Regions from separate parts of the Mus musculus genome. Here region 2 is linked to region 1. A link is a contact called in public promoter capture Hi-C data. All regions are on one chromosome and are shown on one strand. The core of a region is the stretch at or near the end of the contact, and the rest is flanking DNA. Distances in the headings are between cores, read along the strand shown.

What was found. Capture Hi-C pulls out chosen DNA fragments and counts their contacts.
Region 2: a promoter capture Hi-C map of pancreatic islet shows a contact between it and region 1, with 5 times the contacts expected there. The contact joins the promoter of Urgcp here to the promoter of Kremen1 in region 1. A contact is called at or near these places in 3 of 39 promoter capture datasets (embryonic stem cells, hippocampal neurons and liver), 3 of 115 datasets of contacts at active chromatin or transcription factors (effector CD8 T cells, embryonic stem cells and memory CD8 T cells) and 4 of 9 other capture datasets (adipose tissue, liver, macrophages and 1 more).

Annotation. Positions count from the first base shown.
Region 1 is chr11:5,258,167-5,263,887 of GRCm38.p6, forward strand. It overlaps Kremen1 (kringle containing transmembrane protein 1), which reads right to left and starts at 3,444. Exons shown (of 9, transcript NM_032396.3): 1 at 3,269-3,444. The coding sequence starts at 3,359. Gm46268 (a long non-coding RNA gene) reads left to right here and starts at 2,851. Exons shown (of 4, transcript XR_003949640.1): 1 at 2,851-3,050; 2 at 3,550-3,916; 3 at 5,573-5,659.
Region 2 is chr11:5,737,594-5,743,314 of GRCm38.p6, forward strand. It overlaps Urgcp (upregulator of cell proliferation), which reads right to left and starts at 3,583. Exons shown (of 6, transcript NM_178623.3): 1 at 3,504-3,583. The coding sequence starts at 3,517.

The sequences.
Region 1 (5,721 bases), core at 2,194-4,693:
CACAACTGTATCATCACTGTGCCTGACTCTCACAAGTATCAAAGGTTAATTCACAGTAAATGGTAAAAGGTCTGTTCATTGAGTAAAATCAACCTGCTGTGTTGCTTTCCAGATCAGTAACCGCTTAAAAGTCGGTTCACATGACCTAGAGCAAGGTTAGATAAGTGAGCCGCTGAGCCAATCACGACCCAGAAACCAAGTTCAGACTGGGTTCTTAATTATAAAAAATTAAAAAGGACAAGATACCGTGACGTGTAAAAATGACAGAAAGCTTTAAATTTCAATGTCCAAAGAGTTGTATTAAAATACAACAGCCATTGGGAGGCAGAAGCAGGCAGATCTCTTTGAATCTGAGGCCAGCCTGGTCTATGTAGTGAATAACAACAGTGGTAGACAGTGAGACTCTGTCTTGGAAAAAATACCCAAAACCTAAACCGTTAAACAAAACCAGCAACGCCTATCCATTTTGTCTATGACTACTTTCGCCTCCACAGCCGGAGGCGAGAACCTGCACCTGCTGCAGTCTACGGGCCACAAAGCCTAAAGCATTTACTGTTCTGCCTTGGTCTAGAGCAGTGGTTCGCCTTCTCAATCTGTGGGTCTCCGACCCCTTTGGGGGTCAAATAACCCTTTCCCAGGGGTTACTTACGGCCATCAGAAAATGCAGATGTTTACATTATGATTCATAACAGTAGCAAAATTACGGTTGTTAAGGAGCAATGAAATAATTTTATGGGGGGGTGGGTTGTCACCACACCATGAGGAACTTTATTGAATTGTCGGAGCATGAGCAAGGTTGAAAACCGCTGGTCTACAGCCTCAGGTAGAGTTCCAGGCTCCAAAATTCAAAACTAGGGGCCATCAAGATGACTCTGATGTTAGAGGTGTTTGTATTAAGCTTGAAGATCTTTTAATCTCAGGGACTGACAAGGTAGATAGGGAGAATTGATTACCAAAAACACTCTGATCTCCACACTCACCCCATTAAGTACTCATCGCCATACTTCCCCAATAAATAAATCCTTTAAAACTTTAGATTCTAAACTAAAGCTGGTACACTGCTTACTACCAAAACCTCCCAATATGGAGATGATGAAGCTGTAGCTTTGTTTTAATCATTTTGCTTTTGGTCCACCTATTCTAAACTCTAAGTGTACTGACAGCTATATTGAGCACACCAATTTGGTCAGTACGGAGCCTAAACGCAATACTTTTTTGCTTTGAGATTTATAAAGGGAAAGTCCCAGTGATCAGGAGGCAGAGGCAGGCAGATCTCTGTGAGTTCGAGGCCAGCCTGGTCTAAAAAAGGTGGGGGGAAAGGAGGACTCACTTCATCTTAAACACTTAAATTATCCATCTATGGGGCTAAGAGAATTACTATAGAGTATGCAGGCCTTACAGGTGACCAAACTCAGGTTTTATAACAACACATATTACTGACTAATAGGACAAATTCCAGATGAGACGTTGAGGAGGATGGTGAGAGGCAAGAAAAGGCTACCACTAACCTCTGTCGCCTTTCTTATCAGTTGTGATAGAAGAGAACGCATGACAAAAGAGCAGAGAGACTGGAGATCATTTGGGGTTGACTACACACTATAATTAGAATAACATTGAAGGGGAATGAGCTAACTGTTTTTATAAAGTCAGCATTCAAAAATGCAAACCACCAGTAATTTAAATATTACAAAGTTGTGCAGAATATAAGTATTGGAATAATTTTTTCCATCCACAAAATTTTAGAGAAAATTACAGTATCACAAAATATGAAATGGTAAGTTTGGCATATTCTCAGTGTACAGCTTTTTTTTTTTTTTTTTTTAATTGGAAAGGATTTAACAAACTAGTCGCTAGGTTCTTGACAGGATATGATGCTGAAAACCATGTGGTTTGTTTCTGAAACTGCTTCTGGAACCAGAGGGGAAACATCACAAAGGCACTGATGTTGCAGAATGCTGAGGAACCCCGCTGAGGAGAGTTTGAGGGACCTAGTAAACTGTTTCACAACAGCCATAAATTTGTCCTTACCCAGGACTCCTAAATAAAAGCATACCAACTTTACCCAAGAGCTGTTGCATCTGACCTAGCAAAGCGTCGGTGCCTAACAGATGCTACCTCCCTGCAAGTGTGGGCAGAATAGGCTCACAGTGCCCTTTCCAGGAAGGAGCGCCAGTCCACTCCCACCCGTACCTCTCTCTCCATAGAGGACATTAAATCCTGAACACAAAGATGACAAAGTGGAAGGAGTTACTAGGTTACAGTTATGTTGACACGTCCTGGCTCTCGGAACGTCCCTCCCTCCCTCCCTGTTCACATACTACAAACAGTAGAAAAGAGCACATTATAGAAGTCCCATAGAAGGCAGCAATCACCTAGAAACCACTTCTACTGAGTCTCAGGTTTGGTGTGTTGGGAACTCCTCATTCTGCCGTCCCAAAACCCAGCTTTGCCTTTTGCCGGGATTCATCCTGAAAGAAATTCAGTATTCGCTGGGTAAACCAGGTGTCTAGTCCTTAGTGAACTGGGAAACACTATAATAAGTATTATTAAATCGTTTAATGACTACACATGGTGGAACACTCTAAGCAAGTTGCCTACAGTGTATCATTTAATGTTCACCAACACTGCTCATGGGAGTGAGTTACCCCCCCCCACTTTCAGATCAAGTAACAGAGGTTCAAGCAGCTTTGCCTCAAAATCACACAGAAAATAAATCTCAGCCTTTCCCCTAAATCCAAGCTGTCAAGAAAACAAAGCAACTCTGAGTTTTCTTTTACTAGTAAAACCCTGCCTTCGCAACATCACAATCCGCAACTTAGGGTGGAGACCCCAGTGGCAGGTTCACCAATGTCCTATGCTCATCAGCTCTCAACAACCTGCAAAGAAACCGAACTGGGCCAGACAACACCCTCATGCTTGTCCTTCCACTGGGAAAGGATTCCGAGGCAAGGAAGGGCGTGTGGGAACTAAGCTGCCATCCCAGCTTCCATCCTGGCCGAGAGCACCACCTCGGGCGGACGCCGCGGTGGACTCAGAGTAGTCTGCACTCGGTACGGGCGACTTTAGCCGTCACGCACCCCCTTCTCTTCCGTAAGTCGGAAGCAGAGTTCGGCAAAGTTAGAAGCCGGCACTCGGGGCAGAGTCCTGGTAACGCGGGACAGGCGCGTCCACGCCGCGTGCTGGGACAGAAGCCCGAACATCGGGTTCTCCGGGGTCCACGCGCGAGAGAGGGCGAGGGGGTTCGGGGGGGGGCCGGGGTCTCACTCACCGGGGCCGGAGCGGGGACCGGGCGCGGGCCGGGCCGCCAGAGTGAGCGCAGCGGCGGAGAGCAGCGCGAGACGGGCGGCGGGCGGCGCCATGGGCCGTCAGTGCGGGACCCCCGGGCGCGGCCCGGGGCAGAGGGGGCAGCACCGGGAGCCGGGGGCGGCCATGGGAGCAGGACGGAGCTCAGCGTCGCCCCGCCCTCGCCGCCCGGCCCGCCCCGGTCCGCCCCGGCCCGCCCCGGTCCGCCCCGGCCCGCCCTCCTCAGCGCCGCCCCGTCCTCCTCAGCACCGCCCGGATTGCCTGACGCCTGCTAGGATTCCGAGCCGGGCGGCCTGCGCATGCGCGGCCTGCCACTCACGCGCGGGAGCCCGCCCCCGCCCCACCTGGCTCCGCCCCCACAGCAGGCGCGGTGAGGCCACCCGAGGTGTGGAGTCTACAGGTGAGGGCGGGACGGGTCCTGCCTCTGAGTCCCCACGCTGAGGTTTGTCGGCGCTGACACCGGCCGAGCGCCGTGACCCCTGTTTCACCCTTACCTAGGTCGTGACTCACGCGCGAGTTCCACCACTGCGGTAGTAACCAGAACAAACCTCTTGCTCTTGCTAGGCTCGTGGTAGCGGCTAGCCAAAGCGTGTTCTGGAGTCCTCCAGTCCCGGTTCGTATCCCACTTGGTTACTCGTAAGATCTGTATAAATGTATACAGGTTTAAAGAAAACGGGGCTCCCTTCTGCTCAGTGGTATGTCGATACCGTCTGCTCCACAAAGCGGTTGTACAAAGTGAGATAATGCACGGAAACCTCGCACGCACAGTGGGGGCTCAGTAAATGTGGAGTTCTTTCTCCTTGTGGAGTCCTGCAGCTACCAAAGGGACAGCATACTGAGCCTTGTGCAGAATCCTATCATATCCGTGTCAACTAGCGCAACTTATTCTTTTAAAAATATGTATTTACAGCGGTGCAGTGGTGGCGCACGCCTTTAATCCCAGTACTCGGGAGGCAGAGGCAGATAGGTCTTGGTGTTGGAGACTAGTCTGATCTATAAAGCGAGTTCCAGAACAGCCAGGGCTATAAAACAGAAACAAAGAAAAAAATATATGTATGTATAAATGCATATGTACATACATATATGTTTTTTATTGTATGTGTATGGGTGCATGTGTAACACCAGAGGACCATTTGTGGGAGTCGGTTCTCCTTGCACTGTCGGTTCTGGGAACTCAGGTCCTCAACCTTGGTGGCAATTGTCTTTACCGATGAGCCATCACACCAGTTTTAAATTATTATTATTATTATTTTGAGTCTTGGAACTATGTAGATCAGGCTGTCCTCGCACTCACAGAGGTCTTCCTGCCTACGCCTCCCAAGTGCTAGAATAAAGGTGTGTGTCCCCACTCCCAGTTAAATTATTTTTAATTAGTATAAAATGGGTGATACACTATATATTTGCATATATATGTATCTGTGTGTATATATATATATCTCACCAATGTATTTTGCTCAACCATCAGCAAAATAGGAACCATAAAAGACCTCAAGGTCCAAAGATACGGAAGCAACAAAAGTGCCCAACTCGATGGGGCAAGCGCTGTGTCTCTTCATTAGGGGAGACTTGGGGTTCTGTGGCTTAAATTCTCGGTCTCCGCGAGGCAGCCCCCCACCCCCCAGGATCTCGAGCCTCCTTACTCCTCCTCACACCCCCAGGCAGCGGGGATTTTCCGATTGCTCTTGCTTAAAACGCCACGGCGACGCCCGGCAGGACAGGTCCGGGCTGTGCACCGAGAGCTTTCAAGTCCTTGGTCCGGGGCTGGCAAGTACAGGCCTGCACCAGGCTTGGCGGTGGCAGGAACATCTGCCCTCCTGTTCCTACTCGCTGTGCCCGGAGCAGGGCTGGGCGATCCTGGCCCCGTGGGATACCCTGGCCTACCTGGGGTACACCCACCCCTGCGCCCTGTGCCCCTCGCCCTCTCACTGGGCAGGTGTTCTCCCCAGCCTTCCCACACTCAGGAGGCAGCTCCCAGAGCTGGGCCCCAAGGGCGTAGATACCTCCCACGAGGCGCCTGCCTTTCTGTCCCTCTCCACCCACACGACCCAGAGCTGTGGCAAGAAGAATCTTGTTCAATCGTTTGCTTTCCCTGTTGTTCCTGAATTCAAGAACCCTAGGTGTTTCTGAGTGGACGCCCCCACCGCCCAGTGGACACACCCTTCACTTACTAGTGAGAACTCAGCCTCCAGGTTCCACACGTGGGACTGTTGTGTATATATATATATATTTTTTTTTCTTTTCTTTTCTTTTTTCTTCCTTTTTAACTGAGGGCCTAACATGACCCATGGACATCGGACATTACGGAGCAGAGAGCTTCGGCCCACAGCTGCAACAAGGAAAGAGCAATACGATTATGGTTAAGTCTGTGGTAACAATAAAGGGGCTACCCCAGGGGCCTGTGATATGGGGAGACACCAC
Region 2 (5,721 bases), core at 2,333-4,832, 480 kb after region 1:
ATGAATCACCAGTTAAGAGCACCTACTGCTCTTGCAGAAGACCTGGGTTCAAGTCCCAGCACCCAGTATTCACAGACATGCATAACTCCCATTGAGAGGATCTGAAGCCCTCTTCTGACTTCCTTAGGCACCAGACACACATGTGGTGCACACAAACACATGCAAGCAAATCATTCATATACATAAATAAATCTTTAAAAAAAAGTTTAAGCCGGGCGTGGTGGAGCACGCCTTTAATCCCAGCACTTGGGAGGCAGAGGCAGGTGGATTTCTGAGTTCGAGGCCAGTCTGGTCTACAGAGTGAGTTCCAGGACAGCCGGGGCTACACAGAGAAACCCTGCCTCGAAAAACCAAAAAAAAAAAAAAAAAAAAAAAAAAAAAAAAAAAAAAAAGTTTAAAGGTTTGCTGTATTAGCTGGCTATGTTAGTGCTTATCCAAGTACTAGGGAGATAGAGGCAAGAGAATCAGGACTTCAAGGTCACCCTCAGCTGCAGTGAGTTTGAGGCCTGCCCAGTCTACAAGAGACCCGGAGACCCTGTCTCAAATCCTTTGATGTTAGCCAGTTTCGGATACTTGCTGGGTGTCTTAGAAGAAACCCTCTCAAGATAACAGGAAAAGCAACACTAGTATTTTAGTATTTTAAGAGAGACGGTCTTACAGAAAATGTGAAAGGTGTTTGTGTGCAAACCTGGCTCCCTGAGTTCTATTCCAGAGCTCCCATAAAGGCAGAAGGAAAGAATTTGCTCTGTAAGGTTTCCTTTAACTTCCACGCTACCCCATCACACACACAGTCTAGGAGTCTAGGATGGCCTGCGACCCTGCTAAGAATGAGAATGCTTTTGAGCACAGGGAGAAAGAAGGCCAGCGATCCCAGCATTCCAGAGACCAAAGCTGGAGGATCATGAATTCAAGGCCTGACTGGGTGACATAGTCATACCTTGTCTTGAGCCCAACAATAGCTAGATTTTGTTTCCAGGACCATAAACATCACCCTAACACTGCATACAATATTTCAAAGAACAGAGAAACTCCTAGAAACCTACATGTGAATTGTGAATCAACAGTTAAGTCCACAGAAATAGCCATGAAAATGCAGAATCTGTATTGAGATGAGCAGAGATGGCTGACAGAGGAAACCCAAACTATCAAAGAGAAGGCTAAACAGGAAGATCTCTGTAGGTGGGAGTGAGAGCAAGGCTGGCAGGCATCTCCCTGCCTTTCCTCTGGGCAGCGGGCAATCGTAAGTGCTGTTAGAACCGACAGTAACATTCCAGAGTTCATTTTTATTTTAAGACAGGTTCTCATGCATTCCAAGCTGACGTCTTCTAACAGAGGATGGTGCTGACCATCTGATCACCTGGCCTCTACTCCAGAGTGCTAGAATTACAGCCTAGTTTATGTGGTGCTGAGGACTGAACTAAAGTGCTTCTGGTTAGGCCACCTGTAAAGGGTGGGACCTGCTCAGAAGGGGCCAGATGGACAGATGGACTGTGTCGCGTCCTCTCCTCTACAATGCTTACCAGATTCCCCCAGAGACAGCTGTGGTGAGGCCGACTGGAGATGCCCTTTAGTGGTAGGCAAAGAGTCCACGGTCCCTGCCTTCTCTTCTATTTATTTAGCTCAAGACACAGTGGATTATGGGTCATCTCTCAAACACATCTTTTCTTTCTTTGACACTATGCCTAGCACATCTGTAAGGTACTCAAAACAAGTTAAGAGTTTTTTTTTTCTTTCCTCTCTAGTTCTATCATAGATCACTGACACTGCTACTTAGCAAAAAAAAAAAAAAAAAAAAAAAAAAAAAAAAAAATCAAATGTAGAGACACCCCTCCCCAGAACAGCTCCTTCCATTTCTGCCATGTATTGATCTATATTTGCTCTCTAAAACACCTAATATAGTAGTGTATGCATATCAAAGTAAGCATAGATTTCTCCTTAAATGGAGTATACTAAAAGTTTTGTGACCTCAGTTTTGTTAATAGACACCCCTTAGGAAATTACAGATTACTATTAATATTACAAATTAATTGGATCACTCACAACTAGAATCGCAAATATTAATACCACCTATATATACAGACCATGGTTCAGGCATTACACTATTCTGTTATCAGACAATACCATAATTCTGTGGGTCCAGGCACACAGAATTATTAATCCTAGGAGATCCTCCTCCAACCCCTGTCTACAAAGCAGTGTGTTTAGACACAAAATGTACTAAGCTGTCTTACAAGCCTAATGGCAGCTGCCACAGGCTCAAACACTGCCTTACACTTTCCTATGAGGCTGGGCAAGAATGTAGAGGGACCTTGGCCCTCTGGGTCCAAAGCCTGGCCTGCCCAGGATGGATCACAGTTTATTCTCCTTATGAGCTCAAAGTACTGGATACCCAGCTGGCATTGAAAAAGGCCTGGTCTCAGAAGTGCCTGCTTGCCCTCGAGCCTAGAAAGGCATTAGGCAGGTGGAAATTGCCCATGATCTGACTGGCGCCTGCAGGCCTGGATCAAGTTCAGATTGCTTCATTCACCTTCATTCAGACCACTGTACCGAGCCAAATCACTCCCTAGCATAGTGAAGTCTGCCTTTGTGGGAGAGCTAACTTCTACATGCTTCCCCCAGAAGTCCTCCTGCACCTGTAAGTCTTCTAACTGCAATGATACACAGCGTGGGCTGCTACCAGTACTACTGGGTCTGAGACCCTCTGAATGATGGCGTACAGTCAAAAAGATGTTTACCACCTATAGCGATGACCTTGAGACCCATTTTCCTTTCTGTGACATAAAAGCATTAGTCCAATCATGTCATTTCAGATCTCATAACCAGTAAAATCAAATCAAACGGTAGTAATGAACTGTTGAGAAAATGAGAAAAAAATACAAACTATGTGTCACTATATAATTTCCTAAGAACACTATTTGGGAGAGAGAACGAGCACTAGGAAAGAGGTAATACCAGAACAAGTGTAGCCATCCCACAGAAGCACCCCCACCCCCACCCCAACACAGGCAGTCTTAGATCCCGAATCCGCTTTTTCACTCTGGACAAGGGTCCAGTCCAGCTGAGCCCCACTTGCCCTGACGTGGGACAGCCTGGGGATGTCCCCTAATGACTGTGAACCCAAGCATCAACTTCCAACGCAAGCAAGTCTAAACGCCAGAAACACACGTCAGGCCTGCTAAGCCGCTCTGCGGCCTCAGCCGAGCCCTAGGACCCCGAGTCCCCTCCCGCAGCTTCCTTGCTGCCCCTCTCCAGAACCCGTTTCTCCGGCCCTGACCGGCCGCTGTCCTGGCTGGTCCTGCCCGCGGCCCTGCCGGGAGACCCTGGCCCGGCTACGACCGCCCAAGGTCGGCGGGGGAGGCCGCGGGTCGTGGACAGGCACCTGGCGGGACAGAGTCAGCCGGGGTCCGGCCGAGGCCAAGGGGGCGCCGGGTGGTGGACACGCACAGTTCCGCCCGCCCCTCGCCCAACAGGCGCCCCCCGCACACCCGGAGCGCCTCACTCACCCCGGCGACGCCATGAGCGCAGCGGCCTGGGCGCTCCCGCCTCCTCCGCTGCTTGCGCGGCTGCCGCCGGGCGCCGGGGAGGGGCCTGTAGGCCGCCCCCGCCCGCTCCGTTAGGGCGTCGGGCGCCGTGGGCTGAGCTCAGTGGAGGGCAGGCGGGCGCCTGGGGCGAGGGAGAGGACGCCCTGGGCCCAGAGCACTACCTACGGCAGCCACCGGCCAGGCCGGCCCGCTGCCCGGAGGCTGGAACTCACCTGCGGAGCCAGACCTGCCCTGGGGCCACTGACAGCTGCCAGACTGCTGGACACCACCCTCTAGTCCCCGCATTCTGATGTTAATTTCTGTAAGAAACGCACTTTCCTCTACCTCTGGGGTGTACAGTGTTGCTGTTCTAAAGGAAAACAACATCTCTCCTGCTACTAGTTCGCAGCGGGGTGGAGTAATGTTGGCCTCTGAGCTGGTTTCCCACTTTTTTTTTAAGTGTGTATATTAAGCCTTATCTTGTATTACATAGAAATAAAAAGTTTAGAACTTGTGCAGTGGGGTTTCCCAGAATCACCTACAAGCTATGAATATTTAGGCATGTAAAATTTTGAGGCTTGGTTCCAGCCCCTGCTAAATTAGTTTCAAAGACAAATTATATCTTTTAAGAGAAAATACCTAATTTAAAGAAACAAACTCTGGACTATGCAGTGCAAACCACTGCTGGTGGCATTTTTGTGTTATCACATTAAGTTGTTTTTTCAATTTATTTTTTTCATACAGTGCATTTTCCTTTCTGTGACATAAAAGCATTAGTCCAATCATGTCATTTCAGAACTCATAACCAGTAAAATCAAATCAAACGGTAGTAATGAACTGTTGAGAAAATGAGAAAAAAAATACAAACTATGTGTCACTATAATTTCCCTTCCCAGCTCCTCCCCACCTTCCTACCTTCAAGTTCTTTTTCTTTATTTTCATTGAGACAGGTTCTCTGTTTAACACTGTCCTGCCAAGAGCTTGCTGTGTAGACCAGGATGGCCTTGAATTCATGGAGTTCCACCTGCCTGCTTTTTCTCCAGAGTGCTGAGATTAAAAGTGTGCACCACCATGCGGGGCAGGGCCCAACATTGAGATAGTATTCTCTTCACCACTAAGAATATTAAACACCGGGCTGGAGAGATGGCTCAGTGGTTGAGAGCACTGAATGCTCTTCCAGAGGTCCTGAGTTCAAATCCCAGCAACCACATGGTGGCGCCCAACCATCGGTAATGAGATCTGACGCCCTCTCCTGGAGTGTCTGAAGACAGCTACAGTGTATTTACAGATAATAAAATAAATAAATCTTAAAAAAAAAGAATATTAAACACCAAAGAGATTATAAAGCACCGAAGAGATAATTGAACAATTTGCCCATCGACCAGAACACCTAGGCTGGAAACTGGGCTCTGCCTACTTACTAGCTACAGTTGCCCAGATAAGACAGGAGCTCTCCAGGGCCACCACTCCTCATTCTCTTCTTCTCTGAGGGCTAAATAAATGAATACTCCTTTAGTACAGGTTCTCTTTCAGTACTTGAATCCAGTCAGTGCTTCTGGACATTCTTGCCCTCTTCAGGAAAACAAAAGCTAACAATTACTTGAGATGTTCAGAAGACATCAGAGAGCTACCCAGGAAAGCTGACAAATGGAAAGTTCGATACAAAGTACAAATCCAGAAGAAAGGGTGAGAAAGGTTGAGGACTGGGCAATCATAAATGGCTGGATTCAAGGCAGTAATGATCGCCACTAGAGAAGGCCAGACTAAAGCAAGTTTAAAAAACCAAAACAAGCAGGGCGGTGGTGGCCTCGCCTTTAATCTCAGCACTTGGGAGGCAGAGGCAGAGGCAGAGGCAGAGGCAGAGGCAGAGGCAGAGGCAGAGGCAGAGGCAGAGGCAGAGGCAGAGGCAGAGGCAGAGGCAGAGGCACAGGCAGGTGGATTTCTGAGTTCAAGGCCAGCCTGGTCTACAAAGTGAGTTCCAGGACAGCCAGGGCTACACAGAGAAACCCTGTCTTGAACACCCCCCCCCCCAAAAAAAAACAAAACAAAACAAAACAAAAACCTAAATTGATGTGCAAAAGGAAGCCTCTTCCGCCAGGCTGTGGTAGTGCAGGCCTTCAGTCCCAGCCCTCAGGGAGCAGTGTCCCACACCACACATTGGACCAAAGGAAGCCTGTCCCCAGTTGGTTTTTGACTGGTC